Regions from separate parts of the Drosophila melanogaster genome. Here region 2 is linked to region 1. A link is a contact called in public Hi-C data. All regions are on one chromosome and are shown on one strand. The core of a region is the stretch at or near the end of the contact, and the rest is flanking DNA. Distances in the headings are between cores, read along the strand shown.

Region 1 (6,327 bases), core at 2,775-5,274:
AGTGTTCTTCATGAGTTGTGAGTTATCTTTGTTGCTTCGCTTCATAAATTACAATTTCCAAAAAAACAATATATGTAGTTTGATAGGTTTTACATCATACCTTATATGCTACATCATGTGCCTAACATTATATATTTGCCAATTCTGTCGGTCTGTTATGTACGAAGCTACGTTTGAGGTTTCATTGAATCGTTCTCTCTACGGATGCACCCATATGTATATGTCTGCAGTGGCGGTGTGCTTATAGTTCATATAGTTCATAATTTGATATTTGTCATTTTATTTAGAATTTGCGTTATGTGAAAAACATAAATTTAACAAGTTGGTTTGTTGGTTTCTCTCTTTTGTGGTTTTTGCTTGCTTTTAAATAATTCATCCCTTTGCTGCTAACCGATACAATATATATATGTAAATCTAGGCATAAACTATAACCGTTTTCTTCGCGTGTATTTCAAAATATATTAAACACGATGTATGTTGTAGTTTGTTTTTTTTTTTTTGTTTGTTTTTAGGTTTTTTGCTTTTTAGGTTTTTTTTTTTTGTTGGTTTGTTTTGCGTTTGCTTTAGTTTCCTTATTTGTTGTTTGTTATAGTTTATGAGGGCTGTTGTTGTCGCGGTAGATCTACCGTCACATAAGATCGTAGTGCAATTATTAATTTCTTCTTTCTGAGGCTACAGCTGTGTACACAGCTTTACGACAGGTCTGAAATAAAAATATAATGTAATTAGCACTATAACCATGACCGATGGTAACTTGAACTCACAGCTAGGCGCTGCCTCGTAGCGACGCTGTATCTGATCATATGTGAACTTGACAAAGGCATCGTACTGCTCGGCCAGCTTGGTGGTCAGCACGGACTCGTAGCGCTCCCTTAGCTGATTCTCGCGCTCCTTGATCATGCTCTCGCAAATGAGCTGCACCTGCTTGAACGTGAACAGGGCCTTTTCGCCGTGGCGCATCAGGTTCTGTGGACTGTCCGGGCGGCGCGGACTCTCTGGACCCATCTCCGATCCGCTGGACTCCGAATCCTGCATGCGTTCCAAGGCCGACGAAGTGATCGGCAGCTGTTTGCGCTTGTGCAGTCTCTTGATCTCATTGCACAAGCTCTCGGCCATTTTGTCTGTGTTTCGAAAAGAAGAAAGGTGTATTAAGGTAATATGCATAAAAGGAATCCGACGTCCCTTTTCCAGCATCGACCTGATTTACTAACCTGGTGACATTTTGGCCAGCGACGACTCACTGAACGGACTAGGTTCGGTGCTATCCTTGGCGAATCGGTTGCTGGGCGTGTGGGGCAGACCAGCCGAGGTGCTGGGACCGTCGCGGGATGGCGACGCTGGACCTGCATTGCTCCCAGCCTGGCCAAAGGGATTGCAACGCCGGCGCTTCGGAGGCCGCTGGTTCATCGACTCCCAGTCTAGGGCTCGTTTCAGGGTTGCACAGGCCATCGCTATGATTGAGGTTCTACTACCCGGTGGTCTTCTGATAGATAGATGGCTTGCTTGATTGTCGGTAGATGCTGATTATTGCCTCGATTCCAAATGATGGATGCTGCAGATGGAAGATCAAGCGTCGGCTGCAATGGGCAAACAAACAATGAATGAGTAAGGTGAAGTGAACACCTTGCTGGCAAAGAAAAGACGGACGCAAACTGGTTTCAAGGAAAAAACAGGATTCACAGGCGTGCACTCACGCACACGCAGCCGATAAAAGAAAATGGTGCAGCGATTTATGGCCGCCAATGCTGGCAATTTGGACTTTTTCTCGCCTTGTATGTATCGTGGGCAACAATTGTACGCTCTCTTATCTTATCGCTTATGGGGCGTGATTTTGGAAATAATTTGAGGCTTCAACGCTACAAAACAAGGGCCTTTGCTTAAAAAGAGCGCCGAAAATAGGAAGGTACAAAAATTTTTAGTAAATACTTTTCGCTAGTCAAAGTTGCTAGCAATGCATAATTTGAAAAGCTATTATCCGATATTTTCCCCAGAAAGCTATTAAAAATAGAAATGCCAGTAAAAAACTTTTAAATGCGAAGTTCGCGTAAGTTTAATGACTTTGATGACGTCCGTTTTACCTAAATAATCATGACAAGAGAGGAAAAAAAATTCAAGACAACAAAAAAATGTTTTTTTTCCCCCATTTCGTCACGATTAAATTATATTGTTCAATAAAATTAGTAAGCAATTAAACATATTGTTATATTCTTATATTCATAGCTTTTTCTAGAATAGAATGACAAAACCATTTTAAAAACCTAATTTTTATGAGACTATTATAGTTTCCACGACAATTAAAAGGATGTTGGCTTCCTTGGGGTTTCTAGCTTCTTTCGGCTATCGCCGACAGCTCCGATACCGTGCACCCAGCTGCTGTTGTCGCAGGAAAAGGGCGATACCGAATCGGAATACGAATCCAGAAACTCCGAAGAGAAGGAGAAACCAGCCAAAGAAAGCGACGAAACGAAGTGGCGCAGCGCAATTAAAGGACGACCGACAATGAAAATAAAAAAAACCACCACGCAAAGGCAAAATGCATAGCAATGCAGAGGGAAAATAAAGAAAACAGAGAAAAGTGTAAACTGTAACCCAATAGCAGAACAACCACCGATAAAAGAAAACTACGCAGGATAATAATGCGTGTTCTTCTCACTCTTCCCCTTTCTTTCTTTTCTTCTTCTTCGTCGCTGCAGCGGCAGCTGTACCAGCTGTTTTCCGCACTAACACACGCACACTGCCCTCTCGATAAACCGCAACACGTGTGTATGCGTCTGCTGCTGGTGTTGCTGTCTCTGCCCACAATTATTAAATATTTAAAGCCATATACAAAACGTTTTTGGGTTTAACGTTATACTCTTTTACGTGACAAATGCCAGAGATTAGTTTAAAAAAAAGCAAACGAAATGGCAGCAGCCAAAGCGATCACACTGGTTGTCCCACTCTAGCCTGCACACGCACGCACACAAAGAAACGCACACGCACACCGTTGTGAGTTGGAATGTTGATTTCATGAAATTTTAAAAATGGTCGCATCGCATATCATTATCAGCTTTTCAGAGGAACAAAAAGTTAAACAGCTTTTCCAACAATCGCACTTACATTAATGCGTATTTTGATTTTTCCTTCCGACTGCTTTTTTGCTTTCTGCACCACTTCACACGCGCTTTATTTACTTTTTTATTGTGCCACTAGTCCGCTGGCACATACCCACTTACATTCACGTCCGTACTTCAGTTTGGGTGATTAATTTAGGTTTTCGGTTAGATATAAGTAATGTTATTGCTTGCTGGTTGTTTGAGCAGTATTCCAAAGGCCACTGAAATGCACTGTCAATAGTTGTTCGTCCTCGGCGACTCGCTAGATATAATTTACAAATTTTCGTCTCGCTTCTTAGCAAAAATGGACGACGATGCTTGCGTGACGGGACGTGAACAGAGTGACCGCATGGCGACCGCTAATATTGGTTGCCCTGCTAACGGATCTATACCAAAAAATACTTTATGGTTCTACCAAATATAGCAAAAACTTCAAATAACCGAAAAGTCTGGGGAGAACATTTTTCAATTGCATATTCTATGTACTTTCTTGAGTCCTATAACCTTAAGTCGTTTGTAGAAAGTTAGCATTATTGCATTTTTATTTTTATGGAATTCAACTCCAAGTAACAAAAAATTAATAAATAAAAAACACCCTCATGTTCTAAATTCCACCGTTCCTTGAAGCCGCTAACTCATCGACGCCAAATTAAAAATAATTTGTTCTATAATAAGAATCCTTTTCTTCTATCTTTTAAAAAACCTTAAAAAGCCTATCTTATGCTTTTTATAAATTATTATTTTATTATTACGATTATTAATCGAAGAACGTTTAAAAAATGAAAACCTTACATGGGAGCATAATAAAATTTAAGTTGTCTTAAAAATATTTAATTTTGAAATATCACTTAAGTTCAAAGTTTTTAGTATTTTAATCAAGCATCATATTTAGTATATTTGATAAGCCGGAAGGTTTTCTATAGCCGTCAATGCGCGGTCCCACCATTCAATTCAACGACAAAGTAGGAAATATTTTCCACTCCTGATATCAAATATTTTTGCACTTTTATAAGCGTCGCCAGGCAATTTTTTTATCCGCGTCTTTGCCGTTTTTACAGCCAATAAAACCAACGACCTTGCCCAGTGCGTGTGCCTTCGTCACCAGTGGAAAAACATTACGTAGGGGCGCAGGACGGAAGAAAGCAGGAAAAGAAAAGATCTATAAATATTTTTAATCGCCGTGAAAGTAGCCAGCAGATTTTAGTTGCAAAATATTATTTCATTTGCGGTGCGAGGACACAGTAATCTGCGAAAATGGTCTTGAAAGTCTACGTCAGCGGCATGTCCGGCAATAAGGAGGTGAGTTTGTGGGCGTGGCGGGCTTAAAACCGAAATAGTGTCATGTTATTGGAATGTTTGGCCCTGGTATTAGCGACAAACAGATAAAAAGGAAAAGAAGCAAACTAAAGTGGTGACGAACGCATTGCAAATTCTATTTCTTCTGCTGCGTTTCGTCTTTGTGTGTATGTACGTGAGTTGGACAATGATGATGATGTAGTGTGTGGTATGTAAGTCTGTATGTCTGTACAGTCAAAGAAAAACAAGTGGGTATTTTCGTGAGTGCCCTTGTGTGCGAGTGTTAGTGGTGGCAAGAAGCAGAACAAACATACATTTCATTGCCCATATAAGCTCATTCCACTGTGAACTGTAAATTGTTCATGGAAGAGAGGGATTTCCATTGATCGCAGTTGCGTGGGTGCGTGTGCATGTGTGTGTGTGTGTACATGCGTGAGGGGTGATTCACTTCCCCCTCTCACTCTTTCGGTGCCTTTGTTCAATTGGCAATCTTCCTCTTCCAATAAGAACAAAAACATAACGGTCATTGTACGGTTCACAATTATTTGTTTTTGTCCTGTCTTTGTACACTTTAAAAAAGCGTTGGGAAACACATATTCTTATCGTAAGATAAATGCTGGGGTGCAACAAACCATTTTAATTAGCCTTATCATATCGCGTGGTTCTGGCGTTCTTTTTACGTACATATGTTTATATCGGCGGGGAGTTGGCTTTGTGTGCGCTTGTGTGCGTTTGGGCTTGCCGGTAACACTTCATTAGCGATTTGTCATCGCTGTAATTAACAGCGTTGTCAAAGGTAGCTACACTGAACAAAACGATACATGTTAAAGGTATTTTATATACTTTAATTTTTAACTTTCTTTTCAAATTTAAATGCTTTCACTGACCGTCGAAATCCAATTTTACAGGTGAAGAAGCGCCAGCAGCGCGTTCTGATGATCCTGGACAGCAAGAACATCAAGTACGACACGGTGGACATCACGGAGCCCGGCAAGGAATCCGAGAAGGAGCTGATGCAAAACAAATCGACAAGCAACGGTGGAACGGTCAGCGATCCAGAGCCCCGTCATCCGCTTCCTCCGCAGCTGTTCAACGACGACGAGTACTGCGGTGATTACGACGCCTTTGACATGGCCAACGAGATCGATACCCTGGAGGTGTTCCTCAAGCTGGCTCCAGCCGACACCACGGCAGTTAGTACCGCCCAAATCGAACTGAAGCAGGAGAACGGCGATGCCAAGAAGGAGGAGGCGGAAACGGAGGCGGAGGATAAGAAAACGGAGGCCGGCGATGGCGATGTGGATGTCAAGGAGGAGGCTGCTGAGAAGGCCGAGGTTTGAACTTGAGCTATTTTCACGTATTTTCCGTTAACTGTTACGACGCAACAAACGCAGCCAGCAATCATCTGCAGCAGAGCAATAGAATTAACAACAACAGCAATGTCTTGAAACTAAAGCCCTTACACTTAACAGCAGAAATAACACCCAATGTTTACCTAACAGCACAGATACTACCAACTTTCTACATACATATATCAATATTTTATGGAGCCCGTCTTCGATTTCTATGCCCATAGGGATTTGGGGGAGTTGTATAGATAATTGCAGAATATGAAGTGCAATCTTCCTTTTAAATTATACAAAATTTACAAAACTAACTTTTAAAACTACGAGATTTATTTAGAGACTTTTTAGACCTTCATCGGTAGAGCATGAAATCGAAGATCTTTCAATTTTTAACGAATTCATTATGACTACTGCGGTTCTTAAGCTAAGTTCATGAGCGTATTTAAACGAGGGCATTCGATTGTGTTGGCCCCCGGTGAAAAGACAATTTTAATCAAAATATTTATATTCATTAACTGACATCCAAACAACTTGTATGTACCATTTATACACACCTGTAATAAGGACTCGGAATACTTACTCGGAGCACT
Region 2 (6,327 bases), core at 1,382-3,881, 66 kb before region 1:
GGGAACTGAACTGGGAACTGGCAGTCCCGGCGACAGTAATCAAATAATTGTTGCACTCACTGTCATACGTATCGCACTTTGGCTTTAATTATTTGCACAGTTTTTCACTCCGCAATGGACACGTCGTAATAAGGATATGCGGATAAAGTCCTGAATATGCCAAAGATTACTCGATTAATGCAAAGCGGTTCAGTGCGGCATTTCAATTGCAATTGTTTACTATGCAGAGCAGCAAATTGTTAGTTAACTTCTGGTAATAAAAAATTCACATATATGTACCTAATCGATTTCGAAACGAAACAAGTAATCCGAAATTTGTTTTCGTATATGTCAGCAGCGCTTGTATTTCGAAATACACCGATTCGTAGATGTGATGTTAAATATTTGATAAAACACATTTCCCAGTGCCACGACTTTACCAAAATTATTGAGTTTCCTGATCATCTCGCCCGTGCCGCATAAAATTCGCCTCCATTCCCGGCATTCCGATGGACTACAGCTATAGCATTGGCTCCAAGTCGCCAGTGTTCATCAGCAAATGTGCCCCGTACAACTTTCTGCGGGAATACCGCCTAGGCTGCGATTGTAAGAATATACCAGCTGTCACACTGGTTAAGGAAGCCCGCAACGCTTGGCACGCACTCAGTGACCAGGAGCAGTCCTTGTTCGAGGAAGTCCCCTATTTGATGGCCCAATTCGGACCATCCATCGAGTCGGCAATGAGGTTAACCGTCAATGTCCTGTCGCCTCAGCAGGTCACAGTGCAAAGGACGCGCTCTGATGTTCAGTCAAGTAAGCGTAGAATCTGTCGTGGAAATGCCAAGACGCATAGGAAGAAGCGGCAGCAGAAGATGGGTGCAACGAGCCGGAAGCGAAGTCCAGGGATTGGAAGTACCAGGTGTACCAGGTATACATCCCAATTTCACTGGGAAAACCCGCCTCTTTAAAAACCTTGATGAACCCTTTTGACCACCGGATATGCTAGCAATGGAAAATATAGGTACACTGCAATCAAATGTTTTTTTTTTCTGGGAGCTTAAAGGCTCATTTGGGTTTCAAAATGTTATGGTTTAAGTAAATAACTTTGCTGAAAGGTAATTTGATAACTGCATTATTTGTTGCGCTTATCGCTTTTCAACTTAATTTAACACCATTGTTTTAGCCAAAAGCTTTCGATTGGTTAATCTATTAAATTACGCTGTAATTTGAAAATTAATTCGAAAAAGTGTTGTTTTTGTTTCACGCCCTGACCCGCTGATAACCTTGCGACGCCCACCCGCCCACTTGAAATCGAATACGAAATCGAATGATTCATCCACGCACAAACGGAAACAGAAACATTTATTCCACTTGAACGGACTTCATTGGCGATTTAATTGTTGCGGATTTTTTACAGTAAATTCCATTAAAAACTTTTTGAAAATGCATATTATTGAAATTCATATATTCGTGCTTGTTGTTCGGATTGCTGGAGAACAAATTTTGTGGCGCCTATTTAATTATCCAATTACAGCAGCACCATCAGCAGTGCGAGAAATTAACTTAAATGCGAAAATATTCGCCGACGGCACTTTAAACATTTCCATTTTAAAATCAATGCGAAAATGGGCGTGGCATGTGGAGGACGGGGGGGGGGGATGTTTTGGGCTTCTGGTTGGTGGGGCGGAAGCCAAAACACAAACACGAAATATTTCGGCTATCACTTTTGGCTGAATGCGGATGCGGCGGATTCGGTGGATTCGGTTTGGGTTCTGTTTTTGCTTTTCGGTTTTTACTGTCGATATTTTGCACTGTTTGCCAATGTTATTTGTTTGTTATTCCTTGGGCTTTGGTTTTTGCCGACACACGCAATTTTGTGGTCCATTAAAACAGTCAACGGCAGCAAATATCGCTGGTCATGAAAAATTTAATAATTCGTTTAAGAATTAGATGGGATGTAACGGTCGTAAATTAATATGGCCCGAATTAAGGAGAATTAAAAGTAATTCCAGAATCTAAATTTGAGTTTCCAATTTTAAAATATGAATACTTCCATTTAAGTATATTCATCCAAAGACTGTGACACATATTTAGGTCACATAATTGATTCATCAATAAAAAAAATATTGTTCAATTAATATTTATATCGCGCGATATCAACGTTTTGCTTGTTTTTGGTGTGGCACTGTAATTGTACCGCGATAAGCTACGGGCGATTTGTACCTGAGTTGGGTACCGCACATCTCTGATAGCCTCTAGTCGCGTGGAAATTGGCTCAAAACAACAGCAACGGTCGGGAAATTCGTGGAAAACCGTCGAACGAATATAGAAAACTCTACAAAAACGACCAAAGCAAGGTCAAGTAAAGAGACTCACTATCTCTGTCTCGCTCTGCTCTCTGTGGATTGCCACGACTAACGTCACCGAGCGAATGACTCACTGTGACTAATTTTATGGGACTGCACTGTGCCAGTGCCGCTCTCGCTCACGTTCGCTCGCTCGCTCTTTGTGTGGGAGAGCGTATGCGCGCAGCGCTTCGTTTAAGCGACTAACGCACGCGAACGAGCGAGACAGCCGTACAAGCCAGTTGAAAGAGCGAAAACTACAGTGAAAAAACAAGTACAACAACTGCCAGCGGAGGCAGAAATTTTCTTCAATCGCCGCGAAGATTTCACAGCGTTTGGGCGTGTTTTTTCCGTTTCTGCCACAGAAAATCAGCAAATCCCCACATATGCGGGCCCAATTAATTCATAAATAATATACCGACCGAACAGAAAGAACGCCGTCACGGTTCTGCTTTCAATTAAGAATATTGATTTGACAACTTTCGCGATAAATCAAACTCCACTTCAAATTCGCATCTCTCTCTGTACGCGATTGCTTGAATGTGTGTGTGTGTGTGGGCAGAATTTGTATTAGTGCGTGAGCAAATTATTGTATAATCGCCAAAAAAAAAAAACAATAAAAGCAAAACGCCAACGCGAAAAGCAAAAGCTATACAATTAGAAAAACTAGCTGAGCTGCGATACAAGGCAAAACTAAATTGTGTGACTAAAATTTGTCTGTTGAACAGAAAAAAGAAAAGTACAAAATAGTTCAAAAGTACAAATATCGAAGCATTCAAAAACTGTCTGACCTACTGAATTGAATGAATTACCCCAAAGTAATTATAAGTTAAGCTGCCACAAAGAAAACCAGTTGAGCCACTGGAAATCGAGCACGAAACCAGCTGATCCACTGAAAAACCCTCTGCCCCCAGCGCACAAGCAACCCATCGAGCTGCTGAACCCATCGATTGCCCAGTAGTACCACCAGTACAGTAGCCTTCATCATGCAGGCCATCAAGTGTGTGGTTGTGGGCGACGGAGCGGTGGGAAAGACCTGTCTGCTGATCAGCTATACGACCAACGCCTTCCCCGGCGAGTACATACCCACGGTGTTCGACAACTATTCGGCGAATGTGATGGTGGATGCCAAGCCCATCAATCTGGGCCTCTGGGATACGGCTGGACAGGAGGACTACGATCGCCTGAGGCCGCTATCCTATCCGCAAACGGATGTCTTTCTCATCTGTTTCTCACTGGTGAATCCGGCATCGTTTGAGAATGTGCGAGCCAAATGGTTTCCCGAGGTGCGTCATCATTGCCCGAGTGTGCCGATAATCCTGGTCGGCACCAAACTGGATCTGCGCGACGATAAGCAGACGATCGAGAAGCTGAAGGACAAGAAGCTAACACCGATCACCTATCCCCAAGGACTGGCGATGGCCAAGGAAATAGCTGCGGTCAAGTATCTGGAGTGCTCGGCCCTGACCCAAAAGGGTCTGAAGACGGTCTTCGACGAGGCCATACGATCCGTGCTATGTCCTGTCGTTCGAGGACCCAAGCGGCACAAGTGCGCCCTGCTCTAAGAACTTTGAACCCACCCAAAACAAAAACGCGAAGAACTTCAACAAAAACAAAAAAAAAAACGAGAAGAGAAGAGAACAAAGCGCAAAATTCTGTGCAAAATATTCATATTCGCTTTGTTGGGTCTTTAGTTACAGCAGATAGTGTGTGAGTGTGTGTATTGTGTGTGTGTGTGATGTGAGTGCAAGTGTGAGCGCGTCTCTGGGTTGCGAGTGTGACGGCATGAGTGTGTGAATGAGTGAGCGTAGTTTTGTTTTTATTGTCAGCTTTATGTGGGGGAGCAGCAGCCACAAAAACAACAACACAGCTATCAGCAAGGGGGCTACACAGGGTGGGGGCGGGGCCAGGGGTCTCTGGGGGGCAGATCACGGATAGAAAGATATACACATAAGCATATAAGTATGATATTGTGCGTACACAGTAAAATAAATGTGGAAGAACTTCTAAAACTTGAGATATTTGATGTAATATTGCTCAAATTAATTTCTATATTGCTCTAGATAACATGTTTAAATTTTTCTGTTCTGAGTTATTGTTTCGTAGTATTTTTAATGACTAACTTGTTTTAGAATTTAGATTAAGTACAACTCATACTTTTGCGCTTATGACATACAAGAATTAACATTTTAAAAATGATTTCGACTAATTAAAAAAACATTTTTTATATAATGTTAATTGCAAAAAAAGAAATTTTGATTTTCGCAAATAGTAATCCATAAATTGCCTTAAAACGCAAGTGCATTATATTAAACAGCAGAAATTAGAACTTTGCAAATGAAATTCGGCCTGAGAAACGTATGACAAATCAAATAAAATTAATTGTAAATAAATCTAGACGATTTATAGCCTTTAGCGCCCCAAACGCAGTCACTATAACCAGTACCAGATAGCCGTTATCTGGGTGTGGAAGAAAAACCCCAGGAAAGGCCCCGCCTATGGCCAATATCTGAACAATCGGGGAATGTGGGAAGCCGACAAAAAAAGAACTTTCATTTATACATATAGTATTTAGAGTTACGTGTGAATGTGTGTGTGTGTGTCTGATCAATGGTCTTCCCGCTCAACGCATTTGCCTGGACTTGATTTAATGTATACTAAATGCACAATTAGCCTCTACTTTGATGTTAATTTATATACTGATATTTATGTTAAATAAATGCATACATTTTGCCAATTTGTTTTAACGAAAGAGAGCGAGCGGTAAATTAAAAAAAAAGGAAACACTTTATTTATATTAACACATAATTTATCAATAAAGAGTGTAATATTAATCAACCAAAATAAACGTTTGTACAAAACTAAATAGTCGGATGAATTATGTTGGGAGCAAAGTGCAATTCAGATTTATGTCTATTATGGAAGTAATGTGGGTATATTTAAAGGTTTTCATAGTTGGCAATGCAATGGTGCTTGACCCCTGAACTGCTGCATACTTTTCGGCTAGTGGGGAAAATTGCACACGCCTGGCAACTTTAATCTTATCTGCACCCGCATTTGTCACAAATTTTAGATAATTATTTCCGATTGCCGGACACGCCGGAAGTTCTGATCCCCGGACCGGTTGACTAAGCAATTTGCCAGTTTCAGTCCTATCATACATACATACATACATATGCCTATATACTATAATGGCTACATCATATTTATTTATGTCTTTATGCTCCGCTTTCTTTCAATTCTATCTATATCTATAGAATACTTCGATTGTCATAATGAGCCAGCTGTTGATTGATTGCCCGCGGATACGAGTATGATGAGGGGCTGGTTTGGGTGATTTGGGTGTTTTGGGTGGGTGGTTTTCGATGGCTTTGCGGTCACCGTGTGTCTGCGGCTCGTTAGCGGATGTGGGCATGGCCCCACACTGCCGCTGCTCAGTGTGTGAATTTGACAAATAATTACATAAGACAACCTGCTGTGCGAATTGTGCCCATCCTCCCGCACATTTCAATGGCCACTGATGGATGTTTTTGCCACACCACCATCACCAACCCATCGTGTGGTTTTGTCTGTGACGCGACGAATCGCATAATTGACCCACATTTTGAACAAACACCGCGGCACCAGGCAGCAATCAAAACAGAGAGAGGCCGTAAAGGATAGGGAGACCAACGAAGTCAATTTAATTAGCAAAAACATTTGGCTAGCATCTAGAATTTGGCTGCACCTTTAGAATTTGCACTTTTGGCTCTAGAATGCACCGCTGAAGAAGCCGCTGAGTGAAGACGCGTTGACAGGCGTGGAATGTTCGGCATGTTCAGATACAATTGCCCTACTACATTGCATGCAGATACTTTGTAACAGAACAATACCAAATTCATTTATAATCAATTTCATAAACGAGATCCACGTGTTTGCAAGTTATACAAATAACAGTTTTAAATGTATAGGTTTCTTTGTGCTTCATGCTGGCTTCAATTAATTTCCAAATTTTCCTACGTCT

What was found. Hi-C and Micro-C count contacts between places; a contact is called where the count stands out from the background.
Region 2: a Hi-C map of the OSC cell line shows a contact between it and region 1, with 10 times the contacts expected there. A contact is called at or near these places in 12 of 107 Hi-C or Micro-C datasets (the D17-c3 cell line, the Kc167 cell line, the ML-DmBG3-c2 cell line and 4 more).

What each region holds. Positions count from the first base shown.
Region 1 is chr3L:7,366,957-7,373,283 of dm6, reverse strand. Sh3beta (Sh3beta,) reads left to right here and starts at 4,024. Exons shown (of 6, transcript NM_001202128.2): 1 at 4,024-4,394; 2 at 5,300-5,725. The coding sequence starts at 4,350. akirin (akirin,) reads right to left here and starts at 3,441. Exons shown (of 4, transcript NM_168211.3): 1 at 3,216-3,441; 2 at 1,212-1,577; 3 at 765-1,121; 4 at 1-703. The coding sequence starts at 1,449. The coding sequence ends at 693.
Region 2 is chr3L:7,431,494-7,437,820 of dm6, reverse strand. Rac2 (Rac2,) reads left to right here and starts at 2,631. Exons shown (of 1, transcript NM_001274588.2): 1 at 2,631-5,059. The coding sequence starts at 3,311. The coding sequence ends at 3,889. All of the region lies in intron 1 of CG42458, which reads right to left. CG14835 reads left to right here and starts at 355. Exons shown (of 1, transcript NM_139865.2): 1 at 355-1,013. The coding sequence starts at 489. The coding sequence ends at 947.